2 separate regions of the Danio rerio genome follow, and region 1 is linked to region 2. Evidence: chromatin contacts called from public HiCAR-type data. All regions are on one chromosome and are shown on one strand. Each heading gives the region's core, a stretch centred on a gene start, on an enhancer-like site or on the middle of the called end of the contact. The rest is flanking DNA. Distances are from core to core; before and after follow the strand shown. Region 1 has its middle 35 kb from the start of epha2b. Region 2 holds the start of zbtb17 (zinc finger and BTB domain containing 17).

The links. HiCAR-type assays count read pairs that join an accessible place to other places.
Region 1: a contact with region 2 is called in a HiCAR-type map of caudal fin, with 6 times the contacts expected there. The contact joins the enhancer-like site here to the promoter of zbtb17 in region 2. A contact is called at or near these places in 5 of 18 Hi-C or Micro-C datasets (caudal fin, embryo, hematopoietic stem cells and 1 more) and 3 of 4 datasets of contacts at active chromatin or transcription factors (caudal fin, embryo and gastrula embryo).

What each region holds. Positions count from the first base shown.
Region 1 is chr23:27,367,474-27,373,380 of GRCz12tu, reverse strand. No RefSeq gene overlaps it. Among named protein-coding and RNA genes, the nearest start is that of epha2b, 35 kb to the right of the region's middle. Within about 2 kb of position 1,655, at least 2 of the 62 cell types and tissues checked have an H3K27ac peak or open chromatin away from gene starts, as enhancers often do. A contact at or near this core is called in caudal fin, where this site is marked.
Region 2 is chr23:27,194,417-27,200,726 of GRCz12tu, reverse strand. It overlaps zbtb17 (zinc finger and BTB domain containing 17), which reads left to right and starts at 4,047. Exons shown (of 15, transcript XM_009296916.4): 1 at 4,047-4,162. hspb7 (heat shock protein family, member 7 (cardiovascular)) reads left to right here. Exons shown (of 3, transcript NM_001006040.1): 2 at 425-558; 3 at 650-1,268. The coding sequence ends at 829.

The DNA.
Region 1 (5,907 bases), core at 406-2,905, 180 kb before region 2:
ACTCCTAATTTGCTCCCTATTAATAGTTATAAAGGTAGTTTAGGTATAGGTATGATTAGGGATGTAGAATATGATCATACATGTGCTTTATAAATACTAATAAGCAGCCAATATCTAGCTGGCAGCTAGCTTTTTGCAACTCTCACATGGTCACCCACTGATGCTAAGCAGTCAGTACCTGGATGGGAGACCACATGGGAAAGCTTGGTTGCTGCCGGGAGTGGTGTTAGTGAGGCCGGCAGGGGGCACTCAGTCTGCATTCTGTGTGGGTCCTAACGTCCCAGTATAGTGACGGGCACTCTGTAGTGCTCAGTGAGTGCCATCTTTTGCATGAGATGTTGAACCGAGGTCTCGACTCTCTGTGGTCGTTAAAAATGAAAATGTTCTTCGAAAAGAGTAGGGTTTAACCCCAACATCCTGGCCAGATTTGCCTACTAGCCTCTGTCCATCATGGTCTCCTAACTATCCCCATATTATAATTGGATTTATCACTCTGTCTCCTCTCCACCTATCAGCTAGTGGTGTGTGGTCTGGCGTAATATGGCTTCCGTCTCGTCATCCAGATAGATGCTGCACACTGGTGGTGGATAAGGAGATTCCCCCAATGTGTAAAGCGTTTTGAGTGTCCAGAAAAGCGCTATATGAATGTAAGAAATTATTATTATTTATCTCAATAACATGCAACTAGTTAAGAGTGAGAATTGGTCCCTAAGGTGTTACCCAATGCATTAATTTTCATTGACTGCATGATTTTGTAGGGAAGTGGATCATGGGTAACATGTAAAAAAACAAACCACAAGCATAGATAAATACAACAAATCAAAGATAAAAGTGAGACGAAACAGTGCATGCATTATGTTTAGGATATGTAAATGTCAAAATTACACTTCAAAGTCAACTCAACATATCTTTGCGATTTGACTATGGCAGATGCACACATTGCGATATCAATGATAAAATGATATATTGTGCAGTCTTACAAGTCTTACCACCATAGTACTCCTGTCAGATTTGTGCTTTCTGCAATACAATAACAATTAGCAATTCAGTTTGTAACTTGTATCAGTGGTTAGTTTGTATGAATTTGTATGATCTCATCTGCTCACGCCCAAGACTTTAGACTTGACATTCAAACAGACGTTATTCAAGCCTCTTTAATAAATAGCTGGTTGAATAAGACATTTTGAGACTCTTTTAAAGTAAATCTGGTCTTCCTCCCAAACTTTGACAGTAAGAACGTATCCATATTCTTAAAGATCGATGTGTGTAGCAGGGAGTAAATCTGGTAAACTTTGTACTGCCTATAAATCTGAAAGACAAAACGAAGGGCAATTTTCAGACAGGTTATGCCGAAGCCCTCCAAGACATATCGTTCTCCTCATCTTTCTTTTCATCCCAATAGGAAGAGGGGTGTGTTAGTGGAAAAAAGGAGGTGAAGTATCGAAGATTTACAATGCCGTGACAGACCAAGTGCAGGAATGTTAATTGACACCCACTCCCGGCAAAGTAGTGATGCATTCGCAGGAAGCATGAGTCTGGAGAGCCTGAAATAATGAAAGAAGAGTTGAAGTGGCATCTATATTGTTCCTACAGTTATAAAACAAGCCTACGGCGAAGGTAGCAGTAGAAAGTTTGGTATGTAGTAAAAACCACAGTTGGAGGACATTGCAGCAAGAACAGGCATGCAAATATCTAATTCAAATAGCTTGGAGGGTTTTTGACTGCTTTATTGAGGCCACATGTCGGCGGCCGAGTACATGTGATATGATACTTAGATACTTCGATGGTATTTTTATAAACCCATCGGACTGCTTTAGAAAGATCTGTTTTGCATTTCACCCTAAGCCTTTACTTATGAAAATCAGGCTAGAAAAATATGAGAAGCATTTGCTTATGACCAGTATACAGTTATCCAGTTATACATGCTCTTATTACTTTGTACTTGCTTATGATTTATGTGTGTGTGTGCAGGTGCAGGAAAGAAAGGCTGAAGCGTTTATTCCAGGCACGTGTGTGTACTGTCCTTCATCTATTCAGCTCTCTGTAATTCTATGGGCATGAACCACACTGACTCGGCTCCAAAAGACCAAATTAGAAAGAGCAGGAAAATGTTAAGAATGCTGAAAATACTGGGGTTGGCTTTTCTTTTTCTGATAAGTGTCCACTTTCCACAAGTCATTTGGGCTCGCTAAACATCCTTGCAATTTAAATTATCTCACAAGCTGCTGAGCAGATGCATTCCTTATCAGAAATAGACTTACATGCACAGTGTGCTCTTTTTTTTTGTTTCCTTAAACCTAAAACTGGGAATTCTTAATTTATTAACCATCCAGGTTTCAAAAGAGATAACATAGTGGGAGTTGATGCACAGATTGTGGAGGAATGTAATTGCGCTCAAACAGGGAGGCATTCTGAGAGATTATGTAATTTAGTGAATAGTTTCACGTACGATGAAGAATAGAAAAACTGTAAATCCATAATTTACAGTCTTATATGTGTGAAGAGTTTATTTGCAAAATTGGATAACTCAGTTTTTAGTCATTTAAATCAGGTTTCGTGTTGTATATTGAAAAGTACAATTGCAAAAACATGATTTATCAGCCTGATCTCTCGAGGAAATGTATTTTACGTTTTGCCAGTTTAGTGGCTAATTTGTATGAATTTGTGCGAGTTCAGTCGTACGTAATTGTGTGATTTTTAAAAAGGAGGCGTGGCACCTAACCCCACCCCTAACCCCAACCGTCATTGGGGAATGAGCAAATCATACTAAATTGTATGAAATAGATTGTACGAATTCATATGAATTAGCCACTAAATCAAAAAGTTACTAATTGCTGTGAGATTGTGTTGGATTTATAAAATAACTACACTGTAAAAACAATATTGCTGCCTAAAATGTTTAAGTTGAATCAACTTTCTAGTCATATCAACTTACTAAATCAACCTGACTAAAAATATTACCTTATTAACTTATAATAAACTAAATAGTAACAAAAACAGTTTTTTACAGTTTACATCCCCCCCCCCCAAATATATGTATGTACAGTGCTCAGCAGAAATGATTACATCCCATTTTGAAAATTAATATTTTTATCTATTTCTGAGTGAATATGGGTAATAAATATTGGTGCATTTGAACAAAACACATTTAATAAACAGATATATTTATTAAAATAATATTTTAAGGTAAGGTAAGGTAAAACTTTGATGTCCCAGCTGCAGTCAATACACCACACAAAAAACAAATGAGTATATAAATAAATAAATCTATCTATACTCTCAGTCTAAGCAAAGAGTTTAGAACAACCAAGAGGCGACACTCAAAAGAACTGTTCATTGCAACAGCAGCGCCCAACAACAGCCCCGGATTCCGCCATTTTGGAGTGAAAGCATTCAGCTGTCCATTGGATCTTATTGCTGTCATGATGGGAAGCAGCTGCTTCAGTTTTTTTTTTTTTTTATTTATTTAAAAAGCGCATTAAAGCTGAGATACAACCTGAAAGACGACAATACAACACTTACTATCACAATCATCAGCACTTTTAATAGTTTATTTTACATACTTATAATATGCTGTTGTTCTATTGGAGTTTTCATTCCAAAATGGCTGCAGCGCCATCTAGTGGCTGTTTCCCAAATTGTACTAGAGTGTCGCCTCTTAGTGATTCTATGCTTTGGTCTAAGCCACCTCTATTATTTAATAGCTTAATGCTCACCGGATGAAAGGAATTTAATATCTATTTAATCTACAGCAAGGTACTCAACCTTTTCCCCGAAGGTAACAACTTATATTCATTAAGTAGAACATGTGAAACATCACAAACTATTTGTTTAGCATTTCTTAATGCTAAATACAAATGCTGCAGAGACATCTGTTCTCATACACCAATAATTTTCCAAGCAGTGTGAACCAAACGGACTACTTTAGATTTCAGCTGCACAGACAAGTTGCCTAACCAGACTGTGATGCCGTGCTTTATCACGCTTTATACAACAATTCTGTCTTGATAGCCTTGATATATTTAATTAATATCAGCACCCGTACAGCCTCTTTACCCTTTGTGTATTACTCCGCCCACATACAGCTAGCAAAAAGCAGACACTACAGATCTAAAGTTTTAAAGATGCTTGCTCAACTGTTTAACTGTCAGCTTATGATTTGAATCCAACGTGGAAGAAAGTAGTTCCTTATACAAAAGAGATTTTGAGACTCATGTTTGATTTTGTTTTATATACACAATTATGCCGTCAAACTGTTGTATAAATGCAATATCACACTTGTAGCTGTGCGATAGTGCCGATATACAGCCATATCGCACTGCTACTCGTGTGATATTGCTTATTTATAAAACAGCCAGATAAAACATGATCATACATATTTTTGATCCACTCCATGAATTCTTATGCGTCGTAAAAAAATACAGTCTTTGCTGAAGCTTAATGCAGAGATTGTCAACATGTATGTTTCATTTCAGAGAATTATTAAAGAACACACCAAGCTATTTATACGAAGTGACCTGTGTGATGGTTTGAGTATTGATAGTCAAAAGCATATGATCACCAATTCCTCTAGGGTCAAACATAATTTCTTTTATCTTACTGACATTCGAAGCTTAGCATCGCACCAACTCGCAAATCTTCCAATCTCTGAAAAATATTCTGATAAATCTCTATTCTTATTCAATAAGACTAAGATGGCAGTATCATCTGAGGATTTAATAATGTTATTATTAAAATAAGAACGTCTACATGCATATGTATACAAGTGAACAAAACCGGTGAGCTAACACAACCCTGCGGAGCTCTCATACTCAGAAATTTTGGCTCAGATAGTGTTCCATTAACACTAACCTGCTGTCTATGATTGGTTAAAAAAGAATAATACTATTTAATTAATAATAGATGATCATTAAAATCATTTAGCTTTGTAATTAAAAGATGTGGCTGCAACATGTTAAAAGCTGAACTAAAATCAACACGTAAAAGTCGTGCATTTGAGCTTGGATCCTCTAAATGTTTGTTATTACGATGAGTCACTGCTATCATAGCATCATCTATCCCCCTCTTGCTCCTATATGCAAATTGGAAATTTTAGTCAGAACATCTTTAGAAATGGAAGGAAAACATGTAAATTCATGCAAAATAACGCAAAAAATTGAAACTACAACATTTCAACAAAACTTTATAAATTTTTATTTCGCTTGATTTTTTTTTTTTTTACTTTTTTTGAAAATTTTCTTTCATATTTTCTCCTAACATATACATTAAGGCTACAAATATTTTAATCATTATTGTACGTTATTTTGTTAGATTAGCTCCAGATTTGGCTTTAGTACTGAATAAATATATGCACAAATATAATATTGTAAAGCATCCTACAAAAAATATTAATTTAAATAAGAGACTTGTGAGGGGTGTACTCATATATGCTGAGCACTGTGCATATATAATCTAGTAGTCAATATTAAAAGTGGTTCAAAACCTTTCCTCAATTTGAGCTAAAACTATTGGCCAATCTCACAATGAAGCGCAACTATTTTATGTATTGTCAGAAAAGTGGCTAATTCGTACAAATTACTATGATTTTAGTACACTGTAAAAAATTATTTGATCAATTAGTCATGGCAACATATGTTTTTAGTTCATTGTAACTTAATAAACTAAGTTAATCATGTTCTAACTTAATGTTATAAGTTATGCTAGCAGTTTTAAGTCAATTTAACAAAATAAAAGTTAAATTGACTCATAAGGTTAATTTCATTCAGCTTGAAATTTTAAGGCAACCTGGATTTTTTTTACAGTGTAGGTACTAAATTAGATATTTTCCCTTATTTAACTACCTTCAAAAAACGTTCTATATAATATTGATATGCTGTATAGTCTGTCACATTGCCAGTTGAATTGCTT
Region 2 (6,310 bases), core at 2,798-5,297:
TTCGCGTGATGTCACACTTACAAACGTATAATGTTCTTGTTGCATCACAACAGTGGAAAATGAAACCGTATCTGTCCTGTTTAGCCTTGTTTGGCACGGAATGGAATAGTTCAGCATAAAGACCGATTCAGCGTGATAGTGGAAAAGCGGCTATTTACTTCCATTGTGAATAAATAAATACTTTGAAGTCAATGGTTACTTGTTTCCAAAAGTTTTCAAAAAATATTTTGTGTTCAACAGAACAACAAAACTTGAACTGGTTTGAAACATGTGTGCGTAAATGATGACAGAATTTACTTTTTTTTCATAAACCATCATTTTAAGGAAAAATAAAACTACTGAATGCTGCGATTGGCCGATCAGATTAGTGAGAGCCATGTAATAATCAATCAGTTCTTACATTAGATTTTATGTTTTTCATCAGACAGAACAGGCACTGTTGGAAACATCAAGACTCTTGGAGACACATACCAGTTCACAGTGGACGTGCAAGACTTCTCGCCTGAGGATGTGATCGTCACCACCTCAAACAATCAGATTGAAGTTCATGCTGAAAAGGTAAACACAAACATCTGCACAACATAACTGTGAATTGTTTTATATAATTGTTTAAATACCAAAAACAATGTGTGTGCATTTCTTTCAACAGCTTGCTAGTGATGGGACAGTGATGAACACTTTCACCCATAAATGCCAGCTACCAGAAGATGTGGACCCCACTTCAGTGAAGTCCAGTTTAGGGGCCGATGGGACTCTGACTATAAAAGCACAGAGAAACACAGCTAAACTGGAGCATGCACAGACGTTCCGCACAGAGATCAAAATCTAGACCTGTGCCCTCCTGCTGTGTCTGTTTCACTGTGATAAATGACCTTGAAAATATAGCTACTTAGCCCTGCTTTGTCATTCCTCCATGACCTTCTCTCATTTCTGCTCATTAGACTTGGATGGAATTTAATCCTGTCACATGTATTCAAAACCTTTAAGATGAATGCACTGCTAACGTCAGCTCTCTGCTAATGACATATCAGCTTACAGGACAAAGTGGGCTCCAAAATTCTGGAAGTACATTTAATCCAAAATATAATTGAAACATTGAAAGATATCAGAATATATATGGCTATACAGTAGATATAGTACTTTAGTACTTTAAATTAAATTTAGTTCACCCAAACATGTAAATCCTGCCATTATTTACTCATTTTCCACTTGTTCCAAACCCAATTAAGTTCCGTTGAACACAAAATAAAATGTGCAATGATGGAAAAGAGCAATGATTGACTTCCATGGTATTTTTGCTCCTATATGTATATGGATGTCAATAACATTGTCTTCAACATTCTTCAAAATATCTTGTGTTTAACAGAAAAAAGACTTTCATTTTCAAATTTAGCACCGATTAAAACTTTTAAATGTGTGGCTTCAAAAAGATCCTCAGATATTTCTCTTCTATTGAAGCTTAAGATGATCTGGATTAACGCTGTGCAATATATTATTACAGCATCGATAGCACCCGCAAAAGTCACACAGCAAAATATGCAATGTTGGGCTGGGATTATAGTTGGCCAGAAACCACAGGTCACAACACATGAGATTTGTAGAATCACTGCAGAATTTTACCACAATAGAATTAAAAGTTTATTATTTGCATGTGTTTTAAGAGAGTTTAAAGCATTTTGATAGCACATTAAGAATAATAATAAAGATAATTTAATAAAGATTAATTTTATTAAATAGTTTATATGATGAAGTCTATGTTAGTTGTAGTTGCAATTTCCTTATTTATTCAATAATATTTAACTAGTAAACATTGCTTTATATAAACGAATACAGTCTCATTTTTTACATTTTATAATGAACTTATTACAGTAAAAATCTCATTTATAACAGAGTTGCACTGTTTTTTGCCTTTATTTGCTCACTCATTCAGGCCCGTAGTCAGCCTATTAAAAGGGGTGGTTCTTTTTTATGAAAAGGGAGCTTTTTGCAGTTATTCTTCTCAATTTTAATTAAATTGTATGTTCAAATACAGCATTTTAGTGACAATTTACACACTAATCTTTGCTCCATTACCTTGTTGGATGGTGATCATAACCATACTTTTAGATGCAACAAAGAAATTACCTACAATTTTGTCAAAGTGCCTACCATACTATTTTACCTTAAAGTGTTTATTTAGAAATGTGCATTTAAACTTCAAGTTATTAGAGTTTTATAAAAATGTTATGAGATTAGAATTTTAAATTAAACATTTTGAATAAAGAAGTATGTATTCTGGACTTTTTCAGTGGGGTGTGGGTCAACACCCCCCCCCCCCCCCCCCCCAGCTTTTTTTTTCTTTTTAGCTCAGCAACAAAACAAACAAACAAAATTGTTACATCAAATTAGAAATGACATCTCTGTTATAGGCATTTGCCCCAACCCTTTCCATCATTTTCAGATGGGATGGTGGGCCAAATCACAGATTACAATGAGCTAACTTTAGCCCACAGGCCCTATTTTGGGCTGCTCTGGTCTATGCAATTTCTTTTTTAAATTTAATTGTTTAATTTCTGTAACCGAATACAGTTAGACTCTCTCCAAAAAACCATAAAGCACTGTTCATTTCACTTTAATATTTGCTCTATTGTGTTTATCTATGACTGTAGTTTGTTTGTTATATCTAAAAAATAAATGACATAAAAATATATTTATATTTCACTCCCTTACAAAACCATCCCAAATAAATCTAAGTGAATAACTTTTCAAAAAGAGCTATTTAAGTCATCTGGTGAAATTGTATTCATATCGCAGTATATATTGCAGGCAACAAAATATTGCAATGTCAAATCTTTCCAATACCGTGCAGCCCTAATCTAGATCACTTCAAATCCTGATGGAGAACATGATCATCAGGTTTTACACAAACATGTGAAGATTATGCATCCCAAATTCAGCCAGGATTGTCTACTTTAATATCACTTAAATTTATGATAATGATGTAATGGGGAAAAACATTTAGTAGTAGTATGTTTCAGACTTTTGGAGCTCATTGCTTGTCTAAATAAATATGCAACTCATTCCCAGATGGTACAAGACAGATTCACTGAATGTGTTATTTTTATCAAAAGCTACATTTTATAATCGTGTTGTGTTGAGTGATTGAAACACTAATTCAGAAAATAAAAACACATTTGATGATTATTTTGAGCAAATGATTTAAGTCTGAGTCAATGTGAGTCTGTCTTTTGGTTCATGTCCACTTTCATCCATGAGCAAATGACAGGTACTCGATGTGTCTCTGAGCACTTCTTCTATAAATAGAGACTGCTGTTATTTTTCAGTCTTATCATCTACTATTTTTGTACTTAATGTCATCCATCAACTTGTCGCTATCAGTGTGTACCAGATACAAATGCATACAAATCACCACCTGTTGAACATATTAAAGCAGCTTATTTATTTTCAATTTTGTTCGATAATAATAATGATGGGCTATATAAAAATATATACTTAATTAAACTGGAAAAACATTTAAAATGGAGCCTGGTAAATTACACTGGTACAAAGTGTATATTAATGTGTACAATTACTGAGGAAATGCAAACGATAACACAAGGTTAAGAAGACACATTATAGATAATATTTAAATGTGAATGTGAGATTTAAAGTAGATTAGGCAATAAAATGAAAACTCTGACAATAAAACATCTTTTTTGGTGTGTATATTTATTTATTTTCAAACTTAAACTCACAACTAACATGAATAATGAAAAAATATTATAAAATCAAGTAAAAGGGGAGAAAATATCTCTTCAATTGATCAAAAAATGAAGAACAGGTTATGAATTATTAAACAACACACTCGTGGTGGTTTTTAAAATGCACAAAATTTCCCAATTCATAAGACAATTAAATCTATGGACATTCCCTCCCTCTGGTCTTATGATTAGATCACTGTGTTTAATAATAGCTAAAGCTCGCCGTCATGTGGCCAAAACAGAATCTACCGCGCATGCGCAGTTGTGCTTCACTCCCAGCCATTCGCTCGGCCACTATCAATCGATCAGAGAGCAGAAGATGGCGGCGAGACGAGACTGAGCGCTGAGATCGATCACCGAAACACTCGATTGGACGGACGAGCTGAACTCGGGGAAAGCTACAAACTTGTTCATTGTATAAGGTAAATAACTCCAAACACAACCCTGTCTACGGATAGTTTTAGGGCTATTCTTCTGATAAGTCTCTAAAGGGAGGCACGGCTAAAATAAGCAAAGAAAAGGCAGGATTACAGCCCGCCTCTGTCGACGCCATCTTGATCCAGTAGGGCCAGGCACGCTGAATTAATCCCGGAGCTGAGACAAACAGAGAGTGAGGGCTCATAATCAATCCGCAACATCGTCAATCATGATCGTGTTGTGGAATTGCGCAGTTTCTGTCTAATCACTCGACAAATTTACTTGCTTTACTGTTAATCAGTCATCATTGTGCTCGACGAGTCTCGGACTGATAACGATATATTGCATTACTGCAGGCCAAAAAGTCCCGTGCGATTTCGATATAAACCTATCTATGTCGCACATTAAAACACACGAACTGCTACATAATGATGTTTGTTTATTGAAGTGAGACATGATGTGTGCTGGATGATCAATGTCTATTTTAGAGTAATGCACATAAGATGGATACTTTTGTGTCGTGATGAGGTCTTAGAAATCTTTTGTTTTGACAGAAATATATGCCACATAAACAAACACATACACAGAATCAGGTTTACTGTTAACCGCTGTTAGCTTTACCGTTATAAATGCAAATATCTAATCATCAAAATTTTATACATATAAATGAAATAATTGTGTGTGTGTGTACACACTTATTTCTTATGTAGTGGTATGTTTTTTACATTTGTGCCATCATTCAGATTATTGGTCAGACATTTGTAAGTGAATTTTGCCAATAACCATATGTTAAGGTAAGAGCCAATTACAGATGTTTAACCAACGCCTGACCCCCGATTTGTTTAAATTCGTTTTAATGAAAGTTTATTTATATTGTGCTTCTCACAAGGGCGTAGAAGTAGCATGGACAGAGGGGACGTGTCCCCATCAATATCCACCTATTACTGAAATGTCCCTACAAATAATTTAATCGACCTCAAAATAAAGAAATGCTCTGTCACTTAGGCATGGGCCGGTATAAGATTCTGACGGTATGATAACCTTGGACAAAAATATCACGTTTGTACGGTATCACGGTTGTGATTACTTCTCTAAAATATGCTCTTTTTAAATGTCTGGGTAAAACCAAAAACTTTTCCCCCCTTTGAACACAATATATTTTATTTTAAGCCACATTTAAAATATTTTGGAACAGTAAACACTTCAAGCTAAATAATTCAAATGAATCATTTACTTCTGCTGTCTTCATTAGTTTCAAAAACACAGATTTCTTTAAAATTTAAAACGGCATCTTTTGATTTTTTTTTCTGCTGGAGATACTGTTGTCCTAAAAAACTAAAATTTTAATTTAAAAATATTACACCTTAGGAACGGTATAACAGAAAATTTTGACGGTTTTAAAACCTTTTGTTTAAAAGACTTTTCCAAATCGCTCCGCGGTATTCCTTGAAAATGGTTATCGTCCCATGCCCAGTCAACTCTAACACGTGCACCAAGTCAAGTTTCCTACTAGTTCATCTTAATACTACTAAGCAAAGCAGTGCAATTAATCAAAATTCAGTTTTGATTTTGGCCTCCATGATTATGAAAAATAATAATCAGGATAAAACTGTTAAATTACCTTACACACCTCTCTAAATTTTTCTACATTCATACCTCTTTAAAGCCCGACTGCAATAAAATCATGTAAATTGACTTTTGCAGCATGGGATGGGATTGTTATTTGTATTATTAAGTGTTTATTTTATATTATTGCGTACTTTAATCATGTTTTTAAAAGTGCGTAACAGAATTTGTGCTGTTCAATGCATGCGCTCTTGGGATGTATGTCCCCACCAATGTCAAAAGCAAATCTACTCCCTTGACTTCCTATAATAATAAATTATTTTTTAAAAATTATAATAAATTATAATAAATTGCATTCCAAAACAGACAGAAAAGCCATGTCTCTGCTTTAGAATAATAGCAACGGTATTATCTGTGTCAATGGGTCTATAGCAGACACAACTGTAAATTTAGTTTTAGAATAATAATATTATGCAGGTACTAAATGTAGGTATTCATGTGGAAATTAACCTAGAAATGACTGGATTCTGTAATAAAATTAAAAAATAACTTTCCAAACTGTGATATTTTTTTGTGAGCCTCAACAT